Regions from separate parts of the Mus musculus genome. Here region 1 is linked to region 2. Evidence: chromatin contacts called from public HiChIP or PLAC-seq data. All regions are on one chromosome and are shown on one strand. Each heading gives the region's core, a stretch centred on a gene start, on an enhancer-like site or on the middle of the called end of the contact. The rest is flanking DNA. Distances are from core to core; before and after follow the strand shown.

Region 1 (6,005 bases), core at 1,184-3,683, 200 kb after region 2:
CCTAGAGATAGACACATACACAACCAGGCTGGCAAAGGCCAAGACCTGAGCTAAAAGCTTCTGACCTCCAGGCCATATTTAGTACAAATCACACAAAGATGTCATTTAGCTAGGAATGGCGATATAATAGATTGCATTCACTGCTCTCTTTCGGGACTCCACTGTAGGCCATTTTGTGCTGACTCAGAGCCCCTCTGGATGCCCAGCCTTAGGCATCTTGGTTCATACTGGACATCCATCCTAGTGCCCTGCTCTCCAAACACAGACTGGTCTGTGTGGTTGGTACTCTGCTCCCTATAACTATTGCATCTTGTCCCACCACTGCCGCCTCTGGACTGGTCTTCATATCTCTGATTTATCTTCTTTTCTAATTTGCTTGTTCTCACATTTCTCAAATGTTAAAAGAAAATTTTTGCCAGATACGGTGGAGCATACCTAAGAGACCCAGGGGGAGGAGGGCAAGCCCAACCCCAGGCTGCAGTGTATAGAAAGCCCCAGGCTAAAAAAAAAAAAATCAGAGCTTAAAAATAAGGAAAAGAACAAAAGAAAAGAAAAGAAAAGAAAAAAAGCAAAAGAAAGCAAAGGAAAAGAAAAAAGAAAAGGAAAGTTCGGAGCTGTTATAAATTTAAAGGCAAGGGCTGGAGGACAGAAGAAGGAAGAGATACAAGATATCAGCGAATAGCTTCAGGAAAACCAAAAGTACACTAAGTATGTAGTGACCTCAGTGTGAATTGAAACTTCTATTTGAATCTGGAGGCCACTGCACATCATTCCCGTATTAAGGCCCCGTGCTGTCGCTCCATCCAACCCAGAAGCAGTAGTTAGTTATTCCCCCTTCCTTCTGCCTCAAAGCTTCACGCCTTCTTGTCTTCTGCCTGCTCTTCCATAACCAACATAAGTCTGAGTGCTAACAACGCATGTGGGTGGGGTTCAGCTTTCAGCTCCTTACACAGTCAACACTAAGTATCATTTCCAGCTAAATAGATACATGATATCTCTATGGTGGATTTCATGTTTCCCATTTGAGAATCATAGCCTAATTGGCCATGGCTACTTGGGAGTGATTGTTGATTTTATTTTTCACCCAACTTCCAGGAGGAAGTTATTTCTATGTTATTTCTATGAAGCAATATTTCTGGGTATTTCTGTGGGGGTGTTTTAGGCTGACATTGTTAGAGCCTCTGAGTGAAGCAGGCATCCCTAGGGGCAAAAGCCTCTATCAATATACTTTCAAAATACTTTCTACCTACCTCTTGCTGTTAAAAATCTTGGAGAAAACTGAGCATGCACAGAGGAGTTTCTGTCCATCATCTTTACAACACAAATCGAGAATGCCCCAAGGCACAGCTCTTTGCCATTTTAATGCCTCTAGTATGTGCCCCATAATGTATGAAATAAGCATATCCATAAACGTCTTCACTATCTTCCCCTCGAACTGCAGTCTTAGACTGAGCATGCTCAGGTCGGTACCTTCTCCTAAAGTTCTTCCTTAAGTGGGTAAGTGTGCGTACTTAAACCAAGCCTGCCTTTCCTTTGTCAGGGAGGCCATTGTTTGGGGAGTTTGTTGTTGGTAATAAATCTTGCCTGTTATTTCTCTGACTATGCTTGCCCGTGGCTTTCGACTCACCCAGAAGTCAACCCATTGTATTTGGTTCCACGGTTGGCATTTGAATCAGTGGACTCTAGAATGCGGATAAGCATTCACTGATAGAATGAATGGAAGAGGGAGAGGAGACTGAAGCTTTCTGTCCTAAGATCCCGGGACTTAGAGCATCAGCTTCCTTGGGTTCTCAAACATTAGGACTCTAACTGAATTTATGCCACCCCACCCCATCCCCCACCCCCCAAACAGTGTTTCTCTGTGTGGTCCTGGATGTCCTAGAACTTGCTCTGGCTGGCCTCAAACTCAGAGACCAGCTTGCCTCAGCATCCTGGGTGATGGGATTAAAGGTGTGCACTACCACACCATACCCTGCACCTCAGGTTTTCTTATCTTCATCTTCATTTAGATCTATAATCACACAAATCAGTTCCTAGTCACCTTTGTCACTGTCTCTGTCATTGTCTGTCTCTACTTCTGTTTCTCTCTCTCCCACTCTGGTTCAGTGTCCCCGGAGAGCAGCAACACATTAGTTTAGCGTGACCAAGTAGAAAAGGAATTTGCTTTCCAGTCAGATCTGAATTCAAAATGTAATTCTAGTGTTTACTGGCCTGTGACCTTTGGCTTGTGATCTGAGAACTGACGTCTGTAAGGCTGGAGAGTAAGAACAATCGTGTTTACCATGGTGATAATGAAAAGGAATGTATGTGCAGAGCAGAGCCAAGTTGGTGTTAATGTGTAAACAGAGGGAAACTGGTGACAGGAATGAGGATGGCCTGACTGTAGGCACTGGGCATCTGAGAGTCCACAGAATCTGATTAGCTGTGAGTCCCGAGATAAACCTTTGGCAGCATGAAAGAGGGATTACAGCGGTAGGCTTCTGAGAGACAGGACAGTTAGGAGACAGAGGCGAGAGGCACAGAGGCCAGTTGAGATGGTCGTAAACAGCACGGTGTGAAAAGCCTCTGGAGATGCAGCTTAGACACCTCATTCTCCCACATCCTGAGACATCCCTCATATGTGTGGGTCACAGCAAAGGAAGCTGCCCAATGGCCAGCAAGGGAAATATGGGCGCCAGCCAGAGTTTTGATTAAAGTGGCAGGTATACCTTTTATGTCACCTCTCACTGTTCAGATGACCCAAATATGCAGAAGAATTCTGATCCAAACACCTAATTATTACAGACAACGTAGCCATTTCCTCCCTACGTTGCTTTTGGTCGTGGTATTTCTCACAGCAACAGAAAGCAAACTTGAACAGCCTGGAGCGTTTGAATGGAGTAGAAAGACAGCGGGTGTGCGTCTCCCTGACCTTTCGGTCAGCCACCTGATTTTCCTTTCTCTACCAAGCCCCTACCACACCTTGCTTGTGTCACATGACCCTTTCCTCAGGCCACAGTTGACAGACATAGGCTCAAACGGCAGTTTAATGTTTTCTCATCAGGGAGTTGGAACTTTGATCAGAGAATGAGGTCTTGAGGACAGGCCGTGGGCTTATCTTTTTAGCAGCTGTGTGGGTAAAGACCCTCTACTCCCTGTAGGAGAGAGGGCCTCAGGGGAAATTGTGGGTCTGCTCGCCTAAAGGGCAGTCTCACACCGCTTGGGAGAATCCAGACTATTAATTGTTTTACCTCTGAGTTACTTAACACTGCTTACTGTTTCTTATAACCAAAATAAATTATGGTTAGTAAAACAAAAATTAATTATTTAACTCAGGCAAATGAGTCTCACAGCCACAGACGTCTCATTTCTAAAAACGAGGATCCTTTTCTCTGCCCTGCCTGTATCTTTGGACTGGTTCAGCTGCATAAAGCACAAGGTACTTCATGCACAGTAAAGCTTGACCCAAGTAGAGCTGTTTGTAGACATCAAGAAGAGTGTCCAGAGCACCCCAGAAGCTGAAATGGTTTTTGTTTTTGTTTTTGTATTTTAAACTTAACTGCTGTGGTCAATCCCTCTCGAGCTCCAGAAGTCTACAGGCTGCAGGTTTGCTTGGCTTTTGCTAGATATTTAAGACTTTCATTATTTCTGATAGTGTACTTATCCATTCTACCGTTGGCTTGCTGCCAGGCCAAGCCTACTTTTTATATTATTACTGCCATTTGGAATCATTTTCAACAGCTCTATTTGACAGTTCAAATAGAAGAGTCTGTCCCAAGCACACTGTCCCCCAAATCTTTCTATTTGTGTACTGTATTTCACATCTCTTTTGTTCTCTGGAATAAAATCATGTTATTTAGCTAAGAGTGACATAACAAAAACCCAGAGACTATGAGGCTCAAGAAACATAAGTCGTAAATGTATTGTCTCAGTCTCTGGGAGGCAGAGGTCAAAGATCAAGGTGTGGGCCAGGCTGCCTTCTTCCCAGGGTGTTTCTGTTTCTGGTCTTTCTCTGGTTTGTAGACAGCAACTTGTCTCAGTGTCCTTTAAAATACAAAGATTATGGGCTAGGCGTGGTGGCACATACCTTTAATCCCAGCACTCAGGAGGCAGAGGCAGAGTTTTAAGCCAGACAGGATGACACAGCCAGACCCTGTCTCAACAACAAAATAATTACGTGTATATATAAATAAAAAGATTATGTTTTGAGACAGGGTCTCACTAGGTAGCCCTAACTGGCCTGGAGCTCAATGTATTGATTAGGTTGGCTCCAACTAATAGAGATCTGCCTGTCTCTGATTTATTTTATTTTTTATTATGTGTACGTGTGTGGGACTGTGCACATAAGTACAGGAATCTTTGGTGGCCAGAAGAAGGTGCCAGATCAGCTGGAGCAAGAGCTACAGGAGGCTGTGAGCTACCTGATGTGGATGCTGGGTTTTGGCTAGAGTAACAAATGTTCAAACCACTGAGCCACATTTCCTACTCCACTGTGTACTCACTCCTTTTCTGTTTGTCATCTTCTCTTCACAAGTGTCTTTGTGTCTGTTTTGCTTTTTCAATAAAGATTCCAGTCGTCTTTATTTAAATTAATTTTTATTTAATCTTTATTTAATTTAAATCTTTATTTAAATTAAAATGAGGCTCCAGCCTCATTTGATTATCTCTATAAAGGCCTTTACTTATTAAGTATGTTTTAAGCTGCTGGAGTTTAGAATTTTGACAGGTCTTCTCCAGTGGACACCATTCAGCCCATGATAGTTCTACATGTAATCTCTTCACATAACCTATTATCTTAGACTTAACAGAATCCGAAACTTAAAGATAATTAGAAGGCAATTTATAGTTATAATAATAATAATAATAATAATAATAATAATAATAATAATAATGTGTTTCCTCTAGTAAATGTTGAGGTGGAAGTGTGGGAGGGAATGGGGATCCTTGAGCCATGGGCAGGCTCTCAGTCACATTGACGCACACGTGCAGCCTGTTGCGGGCCAGCTGTGTGACCCCAGCACTGAAGGGCCCTCCTGGTGGTAACATCGTGTCCCAAATGATGGTTGGCTCTTGGTAAACAATATAATCTTCCCTCACTTTACACAGTAATCTCCTTCCTGGAAACTTCAGCATTTTCTAAAGAGCTTCTGAGAACGACTTTGTTTATGTGTAAAGCAGAGCCCAGCTTTTACCTACATGACGCTTTGATGAAGCCTTTGGCAATGAGGCCCGGTGTTGGGGCAGCTGTTCTCCACAGAGGACTATCCTAGGCATGGAGGGATGCTGAACATTCCTCACTCCCGCCACACTAATGACAGTAGGACAAAATTACCATCCAAATTGCCAAAATGGTTCTCACTAATAAGGAACCACCAGAGAAGGCTTCAAATAGCCCCAAGGAACAATGCTAGCAATGAGCCTGGAATGGGAATCAGAGGGGCATTGTGATGACGGACCAGGTCCACTGGGATGTGAGTCAGAGGAACACTGTGATGACGGACCAGGCCTACTGGAAGTGGATTAGAGGGGCCACTATGATGACGGACCAGGTACACTGACTGGAACAAGAGTCAGAGAGGCACTGTGATGGCGGACCAGGTCCACTGGAACGTGATTTAGAGGAACACTGTGATGACGGGACCAGGTCTACACCCCAGCCAAACTTTGCTCACTTGGACAGTAGCCAGAGTGTTCCCTTCATGTCCGACACCTCGGTAACTCTTTCCCCTCACAGGGGTATCTCTACGGCACAGCATGGTGCACAGCGCCCAGCAGGGCCTATATTACTCGGGTGGGGTTGGATGGCTGGTCGTTCCTATGGTTCGTTCCTGGTTCGTTCACTCACATCCTCATTTGATCTGAGCTAGGGAACTATGAGTCAGACATTTGTGCTGAGCGCCCCCAGAACCCTGCCTACCACAGGTAGTCCTGACTTCTAGCAGCGGGGAGTTTAGTGTTGGAGAGAGAGATCGAAGTATTGTTGGGTGCTTTGGGAGCACGAACAGAGAGAGGATGCCCTACCTAAG
Region 2 (6,195 bases), core at 284-2,783:
AAGAGCATGAGTTCTGAGTTCAGTTCCCTGTACCCACATGAACAGCGAGGCATAGTGATGTTCACTTGTGATTCCAGTTCTGGGGAGGCAGAGGCAGAGGCAGGGGGTCCCTAGAGCTCCCTGGAGAGCCATTCTGCCCTACTTGGTGTTTCAAAGAAGGTGGCCGGTGTGCCTGGGGATGATGCTTGAGGCTGCATTCCAACATCTTCATGCACATGTCTATGTGTGCACAGACCACACACATGCACACACATTAAAAATAAACTTTAATGGAAACCATGCCTAAGACACGAATAAATAGAATAAAGAAACCTTGTATGTAGAAAATTCTTAGGCATCCCATATAGATACAGATATCTATATACCTATACATAAATATATAGATATATATTTCAGGTGCTTTTGTGCATGCTGGTGATGAGCAATGCCAACATGAAATCAAAAAAAGTGACTCATTTGCAATGGCTCCCTCGACCATCTGAGGGATGAATTCAACAAAAGGAGTGAAAAGCTGTCTTGCTGAGAACCACACGGAATTAAAGGGGCCTGACCAAACTCCGAAGAGACAGCTGTGTCCGGGGCCTGGTAGATGACAGCACTCCTTACACTGATGTTCAGGTCCGACAGAATCCCTGTGGAAGATCCAGGCACCCTTTTGGGTTTTACAGAAATTGACAAGGTGGTCTTTCAGCTCCTATAGAAGCACAAGGGACCCCACCCTAGCTAAAACAACCCTGCAAAAGAAGAAAGCAGCCAGCAGGCTCCCACAGACTCACGTGGAGTCACAGACAGCTGTGAGCCACCTGATGTGGGTGCTGGGAACTGAACTTCGGCCCTCTGAAAGAGTGGCAGGTGCTGTCAACTGCTGAGCCATCTCTCTAGACCCTTACTTTTAATTTTTAAAATTAGCTTACAAGATGAGTTGTTTATGTGAGGTTTCACACATAGTTCATTTCGGTTGGTTCTTCTTGCCCCTTGCATCACCCTCCCCCTATCTCCTTGCCCACCTGCTTCTCCCTCCCCCTCTCCCTCCACCCTGGTGTCTCTCTGGCGCCCCCCCCCCCCTTTTGCATCTCCATCTCCCTGGCTGCCCCTGCATCTCCCTGCCCCCTGCATCTCCCTCTCCCCTTTCCCTCTGCCCTCTGGTATCCCTGCCCCCCACCCCATATCTTCATCTCCCTGACTCCCCTGTGTCTTCCTGAATCTCCCCCCCCATCTCCCTGCCCCCCTCCTACCGGTCCCTTCTGTTCCCAGCATTCCTGTCTTCTGCTTCATTCTATTGTCTTCCTGACTCTTCCAGCTTCTTCATGTGCACAATGGAGCTAATTGTGTCTAACCTTGGCCCTTATCAGGAAGTTTAAAGAAGATACAATGTATTGTTCGAAACATTGCTTCTATCAGACTAAGCCCAGACATGTTGGTCATTATTATTACTGTTATATAGATTTTTGATGTTTTAAGTCTGATTCTGTTTTTCATCTGGGAGTCTCAGAAAGAGCAGATGAATCAAAGACTCGCTCTCCCTCCCAGCATCTGCTGGTTTTCCTTTTGGTGATGGTGTTGGTTCCTGGCAAATGGATGTTCACTGCATGTTGGTTAGTGTACTTAGACCATGCAAAAGTTTCCCTTTCTTCTCATTTGAATTCAGGCTCGTTTTCTTTGGATTAATCTTGAAATAGCTTCTTTGGAAAGAACTTAGGTTGTATGCGATCTGACTCTTTGTCCAACCAAACCTGTTTCTCTTTCATAACCACACCTAAGTCACGGTTTGGCTAGGAACAGAGCTCCTAGATCTCTTCGGAACAATGTTTCACCCTTCCAGTTTGCTGAGTATTTCCACAGCTGCCCTCAGCACAATTTTATTCTGGTCTGCAACTGGAAAGAATCCTTTCCAGCCTTAGTACCAGCAGTTCTACTCCGACATGCTCTGTGGACCATCTTAGGTATGGCTGCCTCCTCTTGGGTGGGTCCTTTGATGCTAATATCCAAGTGTTTCTTCAGACGGGTGAATTATATTATCTACTGGCATATGCCTTTCCCTCTAGTGGGTTATGGTCTGTTGTAACTCAGACAAGTGGCTCACTTACAGATCTTTCCTCATGTCTTATTTATTTATTTATTTATTTATTTATTTATTTATTTATTTATTTATTTATGGTTTTCCGAGACAGGGTTTCTTTGTGTAGCCCTGGCTGTCCTGGAACTCACTCTCTAGACCAGGCTGGCCTTGAACTTGGAAATCCGCCTGCCTCTGCCTCACAAGTGCTGGGATTAAAGGCGTGCGCCATCACACCGGGCTCTCATATTTTGTTTTTAAGATGACTATGCCTTTGTTTTTCAGTTTTGGAGATTTTGGCACTTTTAGTTACTTACACACTAAGTTTCCAAATTCCTCATTGGATTTCATGACTCCTGTTTAGAAGTTATCTTAATGTACTTCAAAGAAAAAAAATGCAAGATACTGTCATCGTGTTCATAATTTGCTTTGGGTGTGAAATCTTCCCCTAGGTCAAGGAAAATGAAACTAGAATGTTTGGAAAGTTCCCCATGATTTTAGCCATTTTCTTCAAGTCTTTGTGTACTAGCCTCTCCCTTGCTCTCCTTCTGGGCTTGCCTGCCGGTCACACTCGAATGTGCCCCATGGGATACACAGGACTCCTGGGGTTGCCTGCCTTGTAACTTACTACACATTGTCTGTGACTTCCAGACATTTGCCTGTCACTTGTGATAAAGCACTGGGAGCCGTCACGTCCCAGTGAGAAGCAATCTTCACGCACATTTCCGTTCCATTGTGCTTATTTTTAAGTGGATTTTGACCTCACAGTTCCACTTCACCACATTAAATCCACACCCTTATTTTTACGACAGGGACCACAGTGGAATTGGCTGAGGTGAAAGGTGACATTTTTAAGGAGGGTTTCACCTGTGAGCATTTAGGTGTGCCCTGAGAGCTACTCCCAGCACACTCGTTCATTATTTTATTTAAAAGCCTTTCGTCGTGTTAACTGCTGTTGCCATTGTATAGGACTTGTTAGCAGCCATATTGTTATTGTTGGGATTTCCTGGGTATAGCTTCCTGGTCATATCTAGAAGACACAATCTCACAGTACACTCCCTGGTCCTCTGGCTTGTTTTAGTCTTCCTGCCCCCTCTCCCTGAGCCTGAGGTATATATGGTTATGCTGTGGATGTACCAGTCAGGGCTGGGCACCATACAATGATATAGAAGTACCAGTCCCTTTCCACTGCTAAAAGAAACTGCTTTTTGGGTTATATGCCAGTGTGGTAGGGGACTCTCACAGGGCCCCATCCCTGGATGAGCTACAGTTAACTAGCCCTTAATTGGTTATCTACCAGTGGTCAGCATATACATACAAATAATGGATGTGTGTGTGTGTAAAATAATTAAAAAGAGGCCATGAACTTGAGAGGAAGAGGGCATAAGAGGGACTGGAAGGGGACAGTTTTGTAATTATATTTTAATTAGAAATAAAATAAGTTAATAATGAGCCTTTTTCTTACATTCTTACATATGACATTTCAGTAGTATTGAGTTTAGATCTACTACACCATTTATCAACATCTGAGTGTTGACTCTTTTTTACTTGAGTATTTATTTATCTTCATCTTAGCACATGTCTGTCTGTCTTTAATCCCAGAGAACACAGTTCGGGGAGGAAGCCATAAAAGAAAGTGGAGTGGAGGAAAATAGATGGTTTGAAAACTGGTAGAGACCTCTGTTTACAACTTTAACCATAGCCTGAGCAAGCCAGCAGGGCACCTTCTGGAAGTATTTATAGAAATGTCAGTGGAAGACGTGATGTTGGCCTAACACAGTCAGAGAAAGAAGAATCTTCTAAAGCCTTCTGTGTAAAGCACGGATAGGGGTCCGGAAGGGAACACACACTTGCAAAGAGTGTCACCACGCTGTGTGGTAAATACAATTGCAGAAGTAAATGCAGGTGGCTGTGCCACAGAGGAGGAGCGGGGAAATTCAGAAGGTTGTTAGGAGCTGGTGACAAAGCTGCGGAGCTGAGAACAAACAGCAGCCGTAGAAGTATACACAAGCCGGAGGAAGCAACCACAACGGGCAACAGAGTGGGACACGAGAGCGTGACTGAGTGGGTAGCCATATGACCTCAAGTATCATTGACCAGTTCCCGTATTGGCTCCATCCTCACTGTAAACAGCTGCTGCATGCTTGAATGCCTACCTGGATTTGGACCGTGACACTCTAGCAACGCTTGTTCTAAGGCAACAGTTCTCAACCTGGGGGTCGCGACCCCTTGTGAGTCAACCTTTTCAACGGTTACCCAAGACCATCGGAAAAACACTGAGATTTAGATTAGGATTCATAACAGTAGCAAAATTCCAGTTGTGAAGTAGCAACGAAAATAATCTCATGGTTGGGGGTGGGGGTGGGGATCACCACAGTAGGCAGAACTATGTTAAAGGGTTGCGGCATTAGGAAGGCTGAGAACCGCTGCTCTAGGGACTTTTAAACAGCAAAACATACCGGATCATACCCGCCCCCTCCTCTGCCCCCAATCCCCCTAGCGAGGTAGCTGAGAGGAAAGGAAGGGCAGAAGAGCTACTTGGTGCTCAAAGTTCTCATACTAGACATTTTTATGTATGTCTAGTATGAGAGCTGGGTGCCGAGTAGTGTCACTCGTGGGCTAGAAGAAGTGTGACTAGTATAGAGGGGGAAGACACTATGCTCCCTGCTCCCGGGACTGCACAGTCTGGGCTGCTTAGGAACACTCAGATAGGAGTATCTTTATTTATTTATTTATTATAAATAAGTACATTGTTGCTTGCTGTCTTCAGACACACCAGAAGGAGTCAGATCTCATAACGGGAGGTTGTGCTGGGATTTGAACTCAGGACCTTCGGAAGAGTAATCACTGCTCTTACCTGCTGAGCCATCTCTCCAGCCCCAGATAGGAGTATCTATATGGGCAGTTAGAGTATACTGGAACTCAGGAAGGAAGTGTGGCTTAGGAGAAGATAGGCTATGAACTTGGGTAGCCATGAAGGGTGAGACAAAACAATATAGGGAGGGTGCTGAGTTTGCCCTGGGGTCAGGAGGAAGGGATGAGCCGCAGTGCCCCAAACTGCCTGGCTAGCATTCGGTTGTCCTGGAACTACAATTATGGTTCGAGGGAGCCACACTCAGACGCAAAAGGCCCTTCATTTCACCTTGTGGGGTGAAAGAGAGACCAATGGGGTAGACTGTTGGAAAGATGAGACTCAGACTAGAACAAGGTGGGAAGATCACGGGCATACCGGACTCACCAGCAAGCAAAGGGTGGGCACAGAACTCCCTTCTTAGCCGGTGCTGCCCAGTGCGGTGCAGGGTGAGTGGCCTCCAGGACCCAGGATGGGCACTTGGGCTTTTGAGTAACTTTCCACACTACCTCTCGCTTCTCTGCCTCTGGGGTCCTGGCCTTCACCTGCCCTTGCCTGAAGTTCTCCACCCTGCTGGAACCTTCTGTAAGGCATTGAAGCAGCCAGCAGTATGGGGTGGGGCCACTCAGCAGGCCACTCTCTGCGGGAGGGCGAGCCCACGTGTAGACTCGTGACTCACTCTTGGCACAGGCCCACACAGTGCAGGCATTTCCAGGCATTTCTGTTTCCTCTTCCTATATCTTCTGACCTTTCACCTAGCCCCAGAGAAATTGTACTGCTGTTTGCTAGATTCTGAGAAAGTTAGGGTCCTTGCTGTTCAGGCCTTAGCGTCTCCTAGTTCTTAGGCCTATTCTGCACGGGTGGTACCGTTTTTTGGGAAGACAGGGGTATCACCATAGGTTGGAAGATATTCATTAGTTATAAAAGGGAAGAGAAAAAAAGTGTGCTCTTAAACATTCAAGCTTAAGGGGAGAACTGAGTATTTTTCACAGTGGCTAAAAAAAAAAAAGCTGTGAAGGTTAATTAGGAGCATAAACACGGGGGCGGGCGAGAGAGCGCGTTCAGACGGTCAGAGTGCTGGTTCCTCTTCAGGTGTTGGGGTTCAGTTCCCAGCACCACGGAGGGTAGGTCTCAGCCACCTGCATTTCCAGTTCCAGGGGATCTGACACCCTCTGCTGGTCTCCAAGGGTACCCACACACATTTCTTATACACACAGACACAGACACACAGACACACACACACACACACACACACACACGTGCACACACACACACGTGCACACACACA

What was found. HiChIP or PLAC-seq counts read pairs in DNA pulled down with a chosen protein or histone mark.
Region 1: a contact with region 2 is called in an H3K27ac HiChIP or PLAC-seq map of extraembryonic endoderm stem cells. The contact joins two enhancer-like sites. A contact is called at or near these places in 3 of 39 promoter capture datasets (the HPC-7 cell line, cranial neural crest and frontonasal cranial neural crest), 1 of 484 Hi-C or Micro-C datasets (the G1E-ER4 cell line) and 3 of 115 datasets of contacts at active chromatin or transcription factors (differentiating embryonic stem cells, embryonic stem cells and extraembryonic endoderm stem cells).

The regions. Positions count from the first base shown.
Region 1 is chr16:92,232,463-92,238,467 of GRCm38.p6, forward strand. No RefSeq gene overlaps it. Among named protein-coding and RNA genes, the nearest start is that of Gm41497, 11 kb to the right of the region's middle. Within about 2 kb of position 2,434, at least 58 of the 459 cell types and tissues checked have an H3K27ac peak or open chromatin away from gene starts, as enhancers often do. A contact at or near this core is called in extraembryonic endoderm stem cells, where this site is marked.
Region 2 is chr16:92,034,113-92,040,307 of GRCm38.p6, forward strand. No RefSeq gene overlaps it. Among named protein-coding and RNA genes, the nearest start is that of Slc5a3, 21 kb to the right of the region's middle. Within about 2 kb of position 1,534, at least 7 of the 459 cell types and tissues checked have an H3K27ac peak or open chromatin away from gene starts, as enhancers often do. A contact at or near this core is called in extraembryonic endoderm stem cells, where this site is marked.